Regions from separate parts of the Sus scrofa genome. Here regions 2 and 3 are each linked to region 1. The links are chromatin contacts, called in public Hi-C maps. All regions are on one chromosome and are shown on one strand. Each heading gives the region's core, a stretch centred on a gene start, on an enhancer-like site or on the middle of the called end of the contact. The rest is flanking DNA. Distances are from core to core; before and after follow the strand shown. Region 1 holds the start of SNRPD2 (small nuclear ribonucleoprotein D2 polypeptide). Region 2 holds the start of RSPH6A (radial spoke head protein 6 homolog A). Region 3 holds the start of DMPK (myotonin-protein kinase).

Evidence for each region. Hi-C and Micro-C count contacts between places; a contact is called where the count stands out from the background.
Region 2: a Hi-C map of fetal skeletal muscle shows a contact between it and region 1, with 2.6 times the contacts expected there. The contact joins the promoter of RSPH6A here to the promoter of SNRPD2 in region 1. A contact is called at or near these places in 10 of 47 Hi-C or Micro-C datasets (blood, embryonic fibroblasts, epiblast stem cells and 6 more) and 1 of 2 datasets of contacts at active chromatin or transcription factors (skeletal muscle).
Region 3: a contact with region 1 is called in a Hi-C map of heart right ventricle, with 7 times the contacts expected there. The contact joins the promoter of DMPK here to the promoter of SNRPD2 in region 1. A contact is called at or near these places in 11 of 47 Hi-C or Micro-C datasets (blood, embryonic fibroblasts, fetal heart ventricle and 5 more) and 1 of 2 datasets of contacts at active chromatin or transcription factors (skeletal muscle).

What each region holds. Positions count from the first base shown.
Region 1 is chr6:52,040,212-52,045,359 of Sscrofa11.1, forward strand. It overlaps SNRPD2 (small nuclear ribonucleoprotein D2 polypeptide), which reads right to left and starts at 2,263. Exons shown (of 3, transcript NM_001243653.2): 1 at 2,188-2,263; 2 at 612-791. The coding sequence starts at 2,189. QPCTL (glutaminyl-peptide cyclotransferase like) reads left to right here and starts at 2,991. Exons shown (of 7, transcript NM_001243636.1): 1 at 2,991-3,230; 2 at 3,718-3,861; 3 at 4,592-4,873. The coding sequence starts at 3,021.
Region 2 is chr6:52,136,800-52,141,947 of Sscrofa11.1, forward strand. It overlaps RSPH6A (radial spoke head protein 6 homolog A), which reads right to left and starts at 2,384. Exons shown (of 5, transcript XM_021094594.1): 1 at 1,640-2,384. The coding sequence starts at 2,313. It overlaps SYMPK (symplekin), which reads right to left. Exons shown (of 27, transcript XM_005664608.3): 23 at 4,812-4,999; 24 at 3,866-4,042; 25 at 3,584-3,679; 26 at 3,010-3,336; 27 at 1-2,875. The coding sequence ends at 2,741.
Region 3 is chr6:52,108,597-52,113,744 of Sscrofa11.1, forward strand. DMPK (myotonin-protein kinase) reads right to left here and starts at 2,226. Exons shown (of 14, transcript XR_002344695.1): 1 at 1,165-2,226. It overlaps DMWD (dystrophia myotonica WD repeat-containing protein), which reads right to left. Exons shown (of 6, transcript XM_021094582.1): 4 at 4,385-5,148; 5 at 3,513-3,587; 6 at 2,629-3,186. The coding sequence ends at 3,139. It overlaps LOC110261014 (a long non-coding RNA gene), which reads left to right and starts at 2,183. Exons shown (of 2, transcript XR_002344699.1): 1 at 2,183-2,310; 2 at 3,853-4,116.

The sequences.
Region 1 (5,148 bases), core at 1,013-3,512:
GAGAAAACTGATGAGGAAGACCGTGTGCCGGGGGCGCTACTCCTAAGGACTGACTGTGCTTCACATATATTAAGTGACTGAATCTTTGCAACCATCAAGATTACGGCCATTGTAGGGAAGAGATATATGGTCCCTTGCTGAATGTCACACGGCTGCTAAGAGGCAGAGCCAGGACATCATTCCAGGACTGGCCCCCAAGTCCATGGCTGAACTTTACAGCTGGAGGAACAACAGAGACCGTCACAACAGGCACTCTTTTTTTTAAGCCCACACCGGAAGCATATGGAGGTTCCCAGGCTAGGGTTCAAATCGGAGCTACCGCTGCCGGCCTACACCACAACCACAGACATGGGATCTGAGCCACACCTGCGACCTACACCACAGCTCACTGCAATGCCGGATCCTTAACCCACTGAGGAAGGCCAAGGATCGAACCTGTGTCCTCATGGATACTGGTTGGGTTCGTTAACCACTGAGACATGACAGGAACCCCACCTTCAGACGCTTATGCCCCAGGCTTCTAAGAAACCTAGAATCCAGGCTCCTCAGACTAGAGCTGGGACTGCTTCTCCAGGCCAGGACAGACCACCTCCCCAGACCCAGGTGCTCACCTGTCAAAGGCCTTCACGCGGCCCAGGAGCTTCTTGTTGTTGCGGCAGTTGATGAGCACTTGGGTGTTGTTCTTGACCGACTGTGTGAGCACGGACAGCGGCCCCGTGTTAAACTCCTCCTCCTCCCGCTTCTGCAGCTCCTCTGGCGTCATCTCACTCTTGGGCTTGTTGAGGAGGCTCCTGAGTGGGCAAGTATGGAACTCATAGGTGACAGGGCCTGGAGCCAGAGCCTGGGTGGTCATGCCCTCTCGCTCACTGTCTCCCCAACACACCCACCCTCCGGCTCAGTCCTCTCTCTTAGCATCACCACACAGCTGCCTAATAGACAGTTCCAAGCTTGCACGTCCTAGGCTGAACACCAGGCCCCGCGGTACCCCCAAACTTAATCTACCTACAGCTGCCTTCGTCTCCATCCATGGCAACTCCATCTTGCTATGTCTTTGAGCAAAACCTCTAACGTCAACTTGACTCTTCTTACTCTCACATCCTACATTCAATCTGCTGGCAAATCCCATCATCCCTGCCTCTCAAATATATCGGAATCTGACCACTTCTCACCATGGCTTAACCTCCATCGACTCTCTCCTAGAGCCGTAATGGTCTCCCTACCTCCACCCATGCTCTCCAAGTTTGCTCTTCACAGAGCAGTCTCTGGTTGGTGCCAAGGTCCAAGTCATATCATCTCACTCTGCGAAACTCTCTTGAGGCTCCTATCTCAATGTAGAAAGTAAAAACCCTTTATCCGCTGCCTTCTCTCACTCCGTTCCATCCAGAGGGGTGTCTTGGAAGATTTTCAGCAACTTTCTTCTTAGGCTTCTGCATTTGCTTTTCCCCCTTTACCTGGATACGTCCCTAAATATCTTTGTGCGCTCACTTTCTCCAGCTTTCTGCTCCAGTTGCTCCCTTCTTCATGTGTCCTGTCTCTCAAAACTGGCATTCCACATTGTTTTACCCTGCTCTACTGTTTCTTCATTCATAGCCCCGGTCACCTAACACACCATATATTTTACCTTTACATTTATTGCCTGGCTCAACCCAACCCATAAAATGCAAAATGGAATTTTTTCCCTTGGGGGAGTGGGGTAATTCACTAACATATTCTGTGTCTAAAGAAGCCTGACATATGAACACTCAATAAATAATTGTTGCATGAATACGTAAGTAAAATCCTTCCGATAACTCGAGACCCATGATAACGACGAATAAGGTCAAAAGGCTAACCGTCTCCAGCTCAAATTACCCTGATAAGATCCTCACTTCAAATCGTTCTTCCCCACATGTCCGTACTCCCCTCTCCCAGGTTCCATTTTCGTACATCGCTTCCCCTTAACATTCGCTTCAGTAAGACTAATTATTTGGGAAAGCCCAGCCCGTTATCTGATAAAGCTGCTCCTGCTCCTAAAGTCAGGATCCGAAAAAGGCCCCACATCTGTTCTCAAACTCATCGGTAACGTACGCCACTTTACCCCGAAAATGTTTGCTTCCGCCCCAGGCTCTGCCCACCCCCTTCCACCGGCAAGTGGCCAGATTTACACCCTCAACCCACTCCTGCCACCTAAGCCTAGCCCGGCCTCACATGGCGGTGGCAGTAGTTGTCGCGACCGCGCACTCCAGTCACCACCGTCTCCGCGTTGCTTCTTCGCCCTCTGAAAGGAGCGAGAAGGGCGGGACTTCCGCTTCCTGAGGCCCACTTCCGTGGGCGCTTGCGCAAACACAGCTAGTGGGTGGGGCGTGGCCTGTTGCCATAGCGATCTCTGCTCGCCACAGGCGGCTGTAGGGTAAAACTCTTACGTACTACTTTGAGGCCATTCAGGACTGTACCGGGCAGATATTGACGATGGAGAGGAAGAGAAAGCAGGACTTATTCAAACCATTTCGTTGTAGAACCGCACAGGTTGAAGGAGGGAAAGGACAAGCCATTTCCAAATGCCCGCCGGCCCTGCCTTCGGGGGCGCGGCATCCACGAAGCCAATCGGCTCCTCGCTTCAGGGATGGATACCTCCTCTTCTACTTAGGGGACCGTCCGTTTATGTGTTTGTTAATCCTTTGGACTTGGAATAACCAATCCTTTGCTTACATCCGGGAGGGGCGTGGACCCGCGCCCAGGAGGTCGGCTGTTTTCTAGGATCAAATGCTTCTCATTGGCTTCCCCTCTTCCGCTGAGGCGGTGCCTACCTCTTTCGCGCTCCCTTTTGGGTTGTGCAACCCTCAGGGGAACCAACCCTTAAGCTTCAGGGAGACAGGGAGGCGTGTCCTCAGTACGAAAGTCCCCATTGGCTTTACTGCTTGCTGAAGGGTGGGTTGGTGCAGCCGCTCTTGTTGCTTATTGGTCCGGTGATTCCATGGGGTGGGACTTGGCTGGCCTAAACTCCATCCGCAGTCCCCGACCGGTTTCAGGGCGAAGCTGCCATGCGTTCAGGGGGCCGCGGGCGGCCCCGGCTACGGCTTGGGGAACGCGGCCTTTTGGAGCCACCCTCACCGCCCAAGCGCCGCCTGCTACCGCGGGCGCAGCTGTTGCCCCTGCTGTTGCTGGCGCTGGCGGTGGCCTCGGTGTTCTATACCATTTGGAGCGGCTGGCACCGCCAGACTGAGGAGCTGCCTCTGGGCCGGGAGATGCGGGTGAGGCCGGACGGGGACAGGGGAGCCCTTATTCCCCGCCTCCCCCTCCTCAAAGTCTCAGGTTGACGTGGCTTTATCGTTATCGTGGGGCCCTAGCCGCAGGTGCCGCGATCTTCGTCGTTAGAGCGCATGCCCCTTTCCAATGCAATGAGGCTTCGGGCTTTTTCTATAATAGCGGTTGCACCGTAAGAGGAAGGGTCTGGAGTAGTAAGCCTGGGAGTTCTGGGTTCTAATCCTAAAGTCAGCTGTTTGGAAGTCTCTTCCTCTCGTTGGGCTTCGATTTCTCCCATCAGGATTGCGGTGGGCTATACCGGATGGGCTTGGGTAGACTTTCCCGAGTCTAGGATTTATCCTAGAAACCTCTGATGCTGGAATCTGCCATTAGGAAGAGGAGCCGGGGCTTTTTAGGGATGACAGCCCCCGGGGTAGAGTTGAAATGAGGGTGCTTTTCACGCTCTGCTCTTCTCTTTCCCACCTCTTTCCCAAGGGTCCGGGGCTCGGAAGCCTCCCCGAAGCCGGGCTTCGGAGGGTGGTGGGGCGACTGGACCCGCACCGTCTCTGGCACACTTATCTGCGCCCCCTGCTGGTTGTGCGGACCCCGGGCAGTCCGGGCAATCTCCAAGTCAGAAAGGTAAAGGGCCCCACCTCCAATCCCTGACCCCGCAGCCACCAAGGAATGGGAAATAGATATTCTGCCCAAGAGCTGAAGCTCGGTCAGACTCTAGAGTTCTCTCTTGGTAACCCCAGGACTGTACTGCCCCCACCAAAAGTATGCTAAGCATAAGCATCGGGCCTGTGAGGTGGGTACCAACTTGATCTTCATAATGTAGATGGGGAAACTGAGGCTCAGAAGAGTTAGGCATTTTGCCCAAATCCCACAGTTAATAAATGGTATACCTAGGGTTTCAACCCAAAAGAGTTGGCTCCCGAACTGGTGCTGTAACATCTCTATATTGCCTCCCAGCAAGCACTGAAAGTCATTTGAACACTGCCTGAGTTCAAATCCACCTCAGCCACTTGGAGTGTGACCTTGGACTAGTTTCTTAACTTCTCTGAGCCTCAGTTTCCTCATCTGCAAAATGGAACCATTGACTCTCCCTCCTCCATAGGGTTCCTGGAACTGGGCTTGGCACAGAGTGCTCTTTGAAGGGTGAGCTGTGATTAGTCTTGGCATCATGAGGCAGAGTCGCTTCATGCCTGGCACTTAGTAGGTACCCAGCAGAAGTATATCAAGAGAGCCATTAAACCAAAGTGCGATTTGTGAGTTAACCTGATGGCTCTGCATGGTTCAGGTCACACGGCCCTTCTTCCAACCTCCTCCCCAGTCCCCACCCACCCTCCCACCTTTCTCTCGCCACTAGTTCCTGGAGGCCACGCTGAGGACCCTAAGGGCAGGCTGGCATGTGGAACTAGACCCCTTCACAGCCTCGACACCCCTGGGGCCACTGGACTTTGGCAATGTGGTGGCCACACTGGACCCAGGGGCTGCCCGTCACCTCACCCTCGCCTGTCATTACGACTCCAAGCTCTTCCCATCTGGGTCAGCGCCCTTTGTGGGGGCCACGGATTCCGCTGTGCCTTGCGCTCTGCTACTGGAGCTGGCCCAGGCCCTCGACCTGGAGCTGAGCAGAGCCAAGGAGCAGGTAAGGAGCGGCGGTGGTAGGGTGGGGGTGGGTGCAATGGGGCTCCTCTACCTCGGTCCATGCCACCACCTCTCTTGCCTGGTCTCATCTTCCTCCACTCCATACCAGAGCCGCAGGGGCTTTCTAATTCCTGGAGGTCAGATCCTGTCCCTTCTCTGATCCAAACCCTCCCATGGCTCCCACTTTGATCCATGCATAAACCAGGTCCTTCTGTTAGCCCCTATCACCTCTTTGGTCTCATTTCCTACTCCTCGCCCCTCCATCATTCGGCTCTC
Region 2 (5,148 bases), core at 1,134-3,633, 97 kb after region 1:
GGAGCAGAGGGAGGGACAGGGGTTGTGGGAGAACAGTGTCTTAATGGCTTCCATTCATGAGTCAGGGACCATGCTGGGCACTTGAGGGCAATGTTGGAGTCTCACAATCATACATCTGAGGCGCAATTATGCCCATTCCCCACATGAGGAAACTGTGGCTTGGAATAGTTGAGGTCATGAGGTCTCACAGTCTGGTAGCACAGCCAGGACTTAAAAACTTAGCTGGCCTGACTTCAAAGCACGTATGGCCTAACCCTCCCTGGCGCGCAAACCCTTTGGCAGCAGTCTTGGGTGTGGTGGGGGACATGGCTGAACTGGGAAGGGTAAGAAGTGAGACTTTCACCAGGGCTTTTCAGTAAGGGACCCTGAAGCTCCTCAGTGCTGGGTAATATTGGGGAAGAGCTGGATGTGAATTTCGACTAGATTCTAGGATCTGAGGTAGGAAGTGACTAGAGATAAAGTTTGGAGAGGGAGAAGAGGTTGAATTCTTGTTTTTTTTTTTTTTTTTTTTTGCTTTTTAGGGCCGCACCCAAGGCATATGGAAAGGTTCCCGGGCTAGGGGTTCAATCAGAGCTGTAGCGCTGGCCTGCACCAGAGCCACAGCAATGTGGGATCCAAGCCATGTCTGTTACCTATACCACAGTTCATGTCAACGCTTGATCCTTAACCCACTGAGCGAGGCCAGGGATCGAACCCAAAACCTCACTGTTTCCAGTTGGATTCGTTTCCGCTGCACCACGACGGAACTCTGGGGTTGAATTCTATAGGGCCTGTAAGAGAAGAATGAACCTTCTTCTCCTGAGGGCACTGGTGAGCCATGGCAGGCTCTGAGCACAGGAGGGATAGGGGTCAGTGTTTTGGTTCAGTGAGACCTGTTACTTCCCAAACTCATCTTCTCTCACACCCTCTTCCTCCCTTGGTTCCAGTCGCACCAGCCTCCTTGCTGTCCCTCAAACACAAGTTTTGAAGCCTTTATGCTCGCTGTGTTCCATACCCCAGACTCTTCCTCCAGTTACCTGCAAGGTGTGCTCCCTCACCACCCTCAGGCCCCTGATCAAATGTCATTATCTGCGAGAGGCCCTCCCTGACCTCACACCACGTAACCCGCTCGCCCTATCCTCAGTACTCTGCCTTGTTGCTCACCTTAGCTCTTATCATAACCTTATAATTTACTATATATAGTCTACTCGCCCACTACAGAGTCAGCGTCATGAGGATGTGATGGGGTGTCGAGAAGGGTGTTATGACTTCAGATAAGTGACCTTGGCAAACAGACAACAGGGCCTCAGGAGTCAAATCGCTTGTGCTGAAATCCTGGCTCTGTCACATCCTAGCTGTGTTATTTTGGATACAGGACCTAATTTCTCTCAATTTCCTCTCATGCAAAATGGGAATAGAAGATGCACTGATCTCAGCTGCGAGAACCAGATGTTGATGTGTGAAGTGGTGGCACAATGTCTGCTAAGTAAATGCTGGCTTTTAGTATTTACGGCCTGACTTCTAGTCTGAGTCAGATGCCTCCAGAGTAGTCGCTGGTTCTCCCCTTACTGAGGAGACCCCAGACCTGAGGAAGGGCCTTGGCTGGGGCCTCTCCCTACCTGGGTCCAATCCCCTCCCCACTCCAGGGCCCCACTCTCACAGGCTGAGGTCACATTTGATGCTGGTCTGCAGCAGGTAGGCCTTGGCGTTCTGCACAGCCAGCTCCCGAGGTTCCGGCTCAGGCGCCTCTATGTTGAAGGGCATGAATCCCAGCTCAGAGGGGGAGAACTGGAGGGCAGGGTCATCCCTGATGTAGGGCCCATGCTGGGCACCCTGGCTGAACTGCAGGTCTTCTCTCTGGTACATGGTGAACTGGCCCAAGAGGTCAGCCCGAGGCTCCTGATAGGCAGCCTCCACTTGCTGGAAGAGGCTGCCTTTGCCCTGACGTAGCTGCTGCAGCATTAGACTGGCGTTGTGAGCCCAGAGCCCGTCTTCACTCGGGTAAGTGCGGGGCTGTTCCTCGGAGGGGAAGCCCGTATTTGGGGAAAGGTACTCTACTTCGCCCAGCTGGGCTTCCTCAGCCTGGAACAAGGCGTTCTCATTTGGAGGCAGGCTGGCCCCTTGTGACCAGCCCTGGAGGTTCATCGGGTTCGACGGGATCTCCTGACTGCTGCGCAGGATCCGCGTGTCAAGCGGTATCTGCTGCACCTCATCTGAGGCTGAGGGCCTAGAGGGTTCCCGACTGCGTCGCCGCCGCTGCTCGGAGACCTGAGAATCCCGATGGCTGGAGCTTGGCTGGGGCGGGGGCTCGGGGTCGGGGGGTGGGTCCCCCATAGTTTAAACGGGACCGTGGACCTCTGGGAGGAAGGCCCGCAGCTAGGCCAGACCAGTCGCCCGCCGTATAGGTGTACCTCCGACCCTGACAGCCGCAGAGACGCCGGTTGCCAAGGAGGGAGGGGCGGGCGGTTACCAGGGGAGGGCGCGCGGGGAAGCGGGGCGAGGAGCGGCCCTCTGCGCAGGCGCAGTCCCAGGCCTGCGCGGCCTCCCTTCTTGCAGGAGGCTCCTGGGCGCGCCCACGAGCTGCTGCAGTCCCACAGCTGACCTGACGGCAGAGACAGGGCCTGCACCCATGCCCAAACCAGCGATCTTCCTTTTTTAATTTTTCGAGGCAAAGCCCGGCTGGCCAAGCCCCGCCCCGCCGCCCTTCCTGAGCTCCCAGTCCCACTCCCCCTCCCCCTCCCCACCAAGCCCTTCCCCTTGGTCAGCTGTTCCCCTTGGTCTCCGGTTCCCCGGCTTCCTCGGCGGCGGGGCTGGGGGTCTTAACGATGTCTTCTAGGGCAGGGGTGAGGGTCTGGGGGCTCCGCTCCTCCTTTGAAATCAATCCAATGGCGGCTTCCTAGTGACCGGAGAAGTGGGAGCTGGTCAAAGATGGCCTTACCCTTCCTGCCCCCTCCCCGCCTTGGGCACTCGGCACAGACACGTCAGCCCGGATCCCTGGTGTTTCTCGTGCTCGAAGGTTGTTATCCCTACCTTAGGCAGGGGTCCCTCAAGACTAGAGTCCAGCAGCGCAGCCTCGGTCAGCCCCGAATCGTCATCCATGCTGATGAAGATGGCTGGGGTCTCGCACTCCGGGCCCTCCTCCCGGAAGTCAATGGCTTCCTCTGGCTGGGGAGGGCCTGGCCGGGCCGAGGAAGAGGATGATGACGAGGAGGGGGCTCCCACTCCCCCAGGCTTCAGTTTCTGTTCCTCCTCCAGCTGCCGCTTTAAGGCCTTCTCCTGGGCCAGCCGCAGGCCGATGAGGTCTTGAGGGGGTCGGGGGGCCGGGGGCGGTGCCAGGGCCAGGGGCTCTAAGTCGTCCTGGGGGTGGGGAGGGACACACAGCAGCTCAGGATGGGTGGGACCGAGGACCCAGGCTGCTCTCAAGAGGATGGTGGGAAAGAAGCCAGAAACCATCCTGAGGCAGACACTAGGGCAGGCGCGGGGAGTAAGGGGCAGCTGTCTGCCGGCCCCAGTCCCTTTCAGGAGGCGCCTCCGCAGAGAGGGCTGGAGTGGGCCGGAGGGGCTGGGGCCTTTCTGGCTCGGGGAAGGGGCTGCAGGCCCTCACCTCTTCCAGGGGCCCGGCAGGCGCTTCCTTAGTCTCTGGCTCCTGCTTGCCGCTGGCTTCCAGAATGGTCATGATGGAGTTGGGGATGTGTGCTTGCTAGGGAAAGAACAGAATGGGGGCGCTGTGGGCAGCTGTGACCCATAGACAGCGCCCCCCATCTTTGGTGTCCTTGACCCTCCAGAGCCCCAGTCCTTTGTGGAAATACTGGGTGCCCCTCTGCCCACCCCACCCAGTCCCCCAGGGCCAGACCCAGGGGGCCACCCACCTCACACCCTAGGGTACCTGGTGGGGGGTGAAGGAGCGGACATGAGCCAGAAGGGGCTCCCGGAGCTCGGGGCACTTGTCAAAGACGGCACCCAACTGCTGGGGTGGGAGCTGCAGGATGACCTGGAAGCTCTGGGGCTTGGTGCGTTGACAGCACTTGATGAAGCCCTCCCATACCTTGGGATACTTCCACACCTGGACCAGGCAGGGAGGGAGCACTCGTGAGGGCGCCTGCAGGCAGCTAGCCACCCCCAGAAACTGGGAGCAAAACCATGCCAAGATGGCACCACCTCAGTTCATTCTCACAGCCACCACAGGAGGGCGAAATTAGCCGTGCCAAACACATGAAGCCCAGGGAGACGCTGGGACTTGCCCAGGGTCGCCCAGGGAAGGTACCAAGGGGCAGAACTGACATCTGAACCCAGGCCTGTCTGAATCGGCACTTAACCTCTATGGATTAGAGGCAGCAAAGCCAGATGTTGCAAAGTGGCAACCTGTGGGCTGAATCCAGTCTGAAGACTTGTGGATGGGATTTGTTTCATGGTGGTATTTCTAAAAATCATTTCTAACTTCTCTTGAAAAATGGGAGCATATTTCAGCCCTGCTTCCTGGCTGGGGGCACCGTGCTGGGGGGAAAGAGGCAGCCGCGCCTCTCCTGGGATGTGCAACCCCTGAAGTCTATTGCTTGTGCCTATCACCCAAGAGCCCTCACTCATCATGTTGCCACCCTGTAGCCATCTGACCTAGTGACCCCTAGAGCGCTGCAGTGCCTCAGCAGAGGGCAGGGGAAAGGAGCTGGCCGTCTTGGTAGAGCTTGCTCTCTGCATCGTGGCTCCTTCAGGGTAGGGAGCCAGGTAGGCTGGAAAGCGGCAAAGCCTGGCGCTCTGCCTCAAGCCCGTGTGTAGTGTGTCCTGCTGCAGTGAGTCCACTGCTTGGGGGAAGGGGGAGGCCAGGGGTGGGTTACCTGCTTCATGATGAGGCGGGACAGGATGTTCATGACGAAGCCCCCCAGGCGGGGGTACATGGTCAGGGACTGGATGACGGTCCTCATGAGCAGCATGGGCAGGGGACTCTGCTCCATCAGCTGCTGCATCACCACGGCCAGCACCTCCGACGTGTACACGTTCCGCTCCGCAAAGCACAGGTTGGTGGCTGTGAGGAGGCGGAGAGTGGGCCTGTCCTCTTTGCTCGGTTGCCCCCCGGGAGGTGGGAGCCCCACCACCATTAGAGAGCCTCAGTCCTGATTTCCTGAAACTCCAGGCAAGACAGATTTCCCGCACCCCACAGAAGGTCTGAGGGGA
Region 3 (5,148 bases), core at 976-3,475, 68 kb after region 1:
GGAGGGGCCGCAGGACGCTGCTCGGGCCACAAAAGGAGTGCTCCTTACAGGAGAGCTAGACTCTAGCCCCCACCTCAGGTCTCGGGTTGTCCTGCCAGTCCAACTCCATCCTCTGCAGAAGGGGGGCTGAGAGAGTTACTAAGGGCTGGGGGTGTGTGGGGAGAAGGTTCTGCCAGAGGCCTAGTAGTCTCGCCCTTGGCCTCCACCTTCCCATCTGCAAAATGGGAAGAGGAAGAGGAGCAGGGCCTTGGGCAGAAAGAGATGGACCCAAGAAAAGAGGGAGCGGGCCAAGGTGGAGAAACGAGACAGGGACACAGTGCCTAAGGACCAAGAGCAAGCCACTGAGGGACAGGCTAGTGGAGGGAGAGAAACCCGGGCGAGCCTGAGTCCTGGCCCAGGAGGGGGTGGGGGGAGACAAGGTAGGAGACTGAGGCTGCAGCAACTTCCCTGTGGACCTATCTCCAGGAGGAGACTTGGCCAGAAGGGACTCTTGGGTGGAGGGGGCAGCATGGAAGCTACAGAGAAGGTGGGCCCACCCACAAGAACCCTAAATTGTTCCTCCTCCAACCAGGGGGTAGAGGAGGTGCTGGGTGGTGCCTGTCTGTAGAGCTGGTTCCCCGCCCCCCACCCCAGGGCCTGCCTGAGTCACCGCACCCTCCCAGGGCCTGGGCACCTGTTGGAACAGCTGGAGAAGCTGGCGCCGAACACCTGCCGGCCGGCCACACCCCTGGCAGCTGCCCCGCGCTGTCCCCTCTGCTTGCCCCTACGCTCAGGGAAACCAGGGTGGAGGGCTATAGAGCCTATTTTGGTGGTGGGGGGGAGTCCTAGGAAACAGGGTTCCCCATCTGTCCCTAGGCCTCGGCTCAAGGAGGGGGTGCTGGGGGACCAGGAGAGACTGTGCCCAGTCCAGCCTACCATGGCTCCCAACTCATGGTTCTGAGTCATGGCTGCCTGCCCTCTGGTGACCCCACTCTGCCCGGCCAGGGTGGCACTGGGGAGAAATGTGCCACCCCAAGACCCAGGCCCAGATGCTGGGCCCCTCAGTGGGAGGCTTTCCCCATGCCCATCCTGCATCCAAAATCAGTCCCTGCACCCAGACCCGCCTTCTCCCTCTGCCCTGCCTCCTGCCCTCAACGTGGGGTTCCCACAAAGGTAAGCACTCACCCCACTGCAAGAAGTCGGCCACATACTTCTCCTGGGCCAGGTCGGAGGCGCCCAACTCCTGGTGGACACCCAGGAGAAGGTCAAGCAGGGGCTCCAGCCCCAGGAAGCCGGGGTCCAGCACCAGCTGCTGAAGCCGCCTCAGCCGCACCTCGGCTGACATGACGGGCAGGCAGCACCATGGCCCCCTCCCCGGGCGGGGGGCTCAAGGTCCTCCTGTCATGGGGCCTGGAAGGCCCCGTCCAGACCCTGGGGCCCTGGCCGCATGTCTGCCTGTCCCTGGCTGTCCCCTGGGCCTCTCTGGCCACTTCTCTCTGCTGGCTGCTAAGGCCTCCTCCCCTTCTCCCCACCCCTTGGTCCAGCCCCCTCTAGCCTCCCAGCCTTAACCCCTCACAAGCCAGGCCCCCCCAACTCCCTCCTTCCAGGCCCCTCGGAATGCTTCAGTGTCAGATGGGGGGGGGGGTTAGAGAATCTCAACCCTCAAACTCCCCTCCGCCAGAAAAGGCGGAGCCCAGTGGAATACCATACAGATGCCAAGGATGAGCCCTCCCATTTCCCAGAGGGGACCAATTGAGGCTCAGAGTGATCTGGTGACACCCCTCCCAAGCTCTGGAGTTGGGAGGGAAGAAAAAGGGTTGAGGCCTGGGGAAGGGAGGCAGGAGGCCAGGGCAGCTTTGCGGGTGACTCAGCCAGGGATTCAGACTTTGGGACGGTTTAAATTTAGCCCTCAGGCCCTCTGCTTTACGCTGACTTTTTTTTGGCAGGAGGTGGGGAAGGGGTGGTGAGAGAATCGGGAAGGGAGGCCCTCAGGAGCCAGGACCAGGGGTGATCAACTGGACAAAGCCTGGGGGAGGCAAAGGAGCCCCCAAAATAGCTCCTTGGACTCTGGCCGCACAGCCACATTCCTGCCCAGGCTAGGATTAGAAACAGAAACATTTCGGGGGGTGGAGGGCGGAGCGGGGAGACACCAGTCCCTGAGGCTCCGGAGAGCCAGCCAGGAGGGATTTTCATTGTCCCTTCCAGAGTGGACAGTTTTCCCGAAGGGAACCATGGTCTCTGGCTGGCCCTGGAGACCTGGGCTTGGCCAAGGCTGGTGCCTGCCGCGCTCACTCTGGGCACCACGGGAGCTGTCTGAAGGACCCTGTCTGGGTAGGCCCCCGTGCTATCTCATTCGCACACTTGGCACCAACTTTTAAAGCTAAGGACGACTTTGAAGGGAGGACGGGGGGCAGGGACGCCTGTCTCTATCCAAAGGGCCTTGTCTGGGGGTGGCCAGGGACAAATGGACCAGCCGAGTGCCTGGTGCGTGTCCCTCCTCTGGCCTTCAGTGTTTCCTGCCATCAAAAGGGGGTGGGGGGAGGAGGGGCCGGGCCTAGGCTCTTCCTCTGGATACAGTGGGTTGATTCTAGAACTGCTGCGAAAGCACACACACACTTCCTCCGCGCCTCTGCAGAAGGGAACAGAGACGCTGTGAAAACAGGGAACTTTAGTATAAATAAGAGGTTCTGGGGGAGGGGGTGCCCCCAAGGGGCTTCCATAATTTAACACTCTTCAAAAGCACAAACAACAGCAGGGGCGGGGACCAGGGGAGGAGTAGGCCACCCCCTGCCCTGCCCACAGACCGAGGGGCACACTGCAGAGCTGGGGCTCTCGTGGATGGGGAGCTTCTCTCCCAGGAGTGACCAGTCACATGCTGGGGACAGGGATGAGGCTAACACTGATGTTTCAGAGGAAGGGGTCATTGTACTTGGCAGTGGGTGGGGACAAGGCTGAGGCCACATGGGTCACTACATTCCCCCCAGTGTCTGGGCCAGGCTGAGGGACCCTTTGCCCCCCATATTTGTGCAGAGTGGGGGACTGGAGCAGTCCATCCGTCATGGTTAGTCTTGTTAACACGTTGATCCATGAGGTCAGCGGGGAGGGTTACAGCTAGGAGGCTGGGGGCGTGGGGTAAGCGCCTCCCCGACATCCACGGCTTCACACCACTGTGCCGCTGGGGGAGTTGCCTGGTTGGGAAGAGATGCCCTGGGGGAGATGAGAGGGGAGACGGGGAGTTAGAGACCACATGGGCCGGGCTCTCGACAGTCCCCAGGGGAGGGAGCTGCCACCCTGGCCTTGCTCTTCAGTCTGCCCTGGAACCCCCCAGACAGAAGCCGCTGCTCTAGGCCTGGGAACTTACATCTCAGTGCCAGCAGGCGGCACTTTTATACAATAATTAAAGCCTTTGGGTGATCCTGAGCAGAGAGGATGGGGGAGAGGGGAGGCAGGGAGGAGAGGGGGGAACGGAGGTCCTTTTCTGACTGGGGGGGGCGCTGAGATTCTGGGGGGGGAGAACTTAGGGACAGTCCTACCTCTACCACTGACTTGCTGGGTGACCTGGGCCAACTTCCTTCCCCTGTCTGGGCCTCCGTCTCCTCGTCTGTGAACTAGGGAGACAGAGGGGTCACTTTCAGGATTTACCACATTCCCCAAATGCCAAAGGCCCTGCCTTGGAGATTGTGCTTTAAGTTCTAGGGATTCAGGAGCCTATAATCCCGAAACTACTCTTCCAGGGAACCAAGGCACAGCCCTCGGATCTGGCATCCTGGGCCCCTGAGCCCAAACCCTGAGGAGATATCTGAGACCACAGTTCCAAAGTCAAAAGGCGTGAGGTCCATACCTTACCTAATGGGACCTTTTTGAACCCCACAGCCACCCCAGAAAATGGGCACATCCGCCCACTACCCATCTTCAAGTTTCCCAAAGAAGTGACAAAGGTCATAAAGAGGTGGCGACGTGCTCAAGGCCACAGAGGGAGCAGAAGTACCAGTCTGGGCCCTGAGGCTGAATTCCACAGCTCATGCCTCCAGCAGTGGACTCGGATCCCAAGAGGCTGAGACTCGGTCTGGAAGCCAGACCCACAGGTGCAATCCTGCCCACAGAGCTTGACCCACAGTATTAAAAAAAAAAAATGTCACCATTCCGCTAAGAGCCAGCCAGGCTGGGCCCACAGGAAGCCCTGCCAGTAGCTGGCCATGGTCTCCACCACTCCCAGGAGTCCCTTACACTGGATCCACTCTCTGCTGACCATGGCTTGCCAAGCATTCTAGAAGGTACTCTGAGACGTCTGGTTCTGGGACACTCAAGTTTCCCTCACCCCACAGGGCTGGAGGCTGCCACGCCAACAGACCCCTCCGCCGGCGCCCGCCTCTGCCTGGGTCCCGGGTCGGCGGGGATGACTCACCGCCTTGCCCGGCCGGGCCCAGGTGCAGATGAGGCCCTCCTGGCAGGCGGTGATGATGCAGTCCTCCAGGAAGAGGAGGACCGTGAGCCGCTCCTGGGCGATCTTCTTGCACACCAGCGGCTCGAGCAGCGGCACCTCGTGGATGCGAGGGCACAGCGCCGTGCCCAGCACCTTGGCCGGGTCCAGCCGGCTGCGGGGGGCGGGGCCGCTGGGCTTGTCCCCGCCGCCCCCGCCGCCGCCGCCCCGGCTGATGTTGCCCAGGCTGTGGTAGCGCTTGTGCTCTTTCTCCGCCCCGCGGTCCCGCCGCTCCTGCAGCGTGAGCGTGGCAAAGCGGCCGATGCTGAAGGGCGTGCCCGGCTCGGCCGCCGTGCCTGGGCCGCCCGCCTTGCCGCTGCCCGCCGGGTGTGGGAGGCTGTTGGACCGGGACAGCGAGCGGGGCAGGGGGCCGGGGCCCGGCTCGCCAGCCCGCGAGCCGCTGGCGGCAGGTGGTGTGGTGCCAGGCGTGCCGGGGAGGGTGCGGGTGCGCGCCAGGGGAGGGTGGGGGTAGAGCACGTCTTCGGTGAGGTCCCACAGGCAGAACTGCGTGTCCTGGCCGGCCGAGCCGAAGCGGTAGGTGATGGAGCCCGCCTTGGGCAGCGGGGACAAGGGGGCGCCCCCGCCCGGGCCGGCGGCCTCGGGCTCCTCCTCCTCCTCGCCGCTCCGTTCCCCGTCGCCCCCGGCCGCCGTGGCCTCCTCGGCCCGCGTGGTATAGGGGTCGAAGGCCA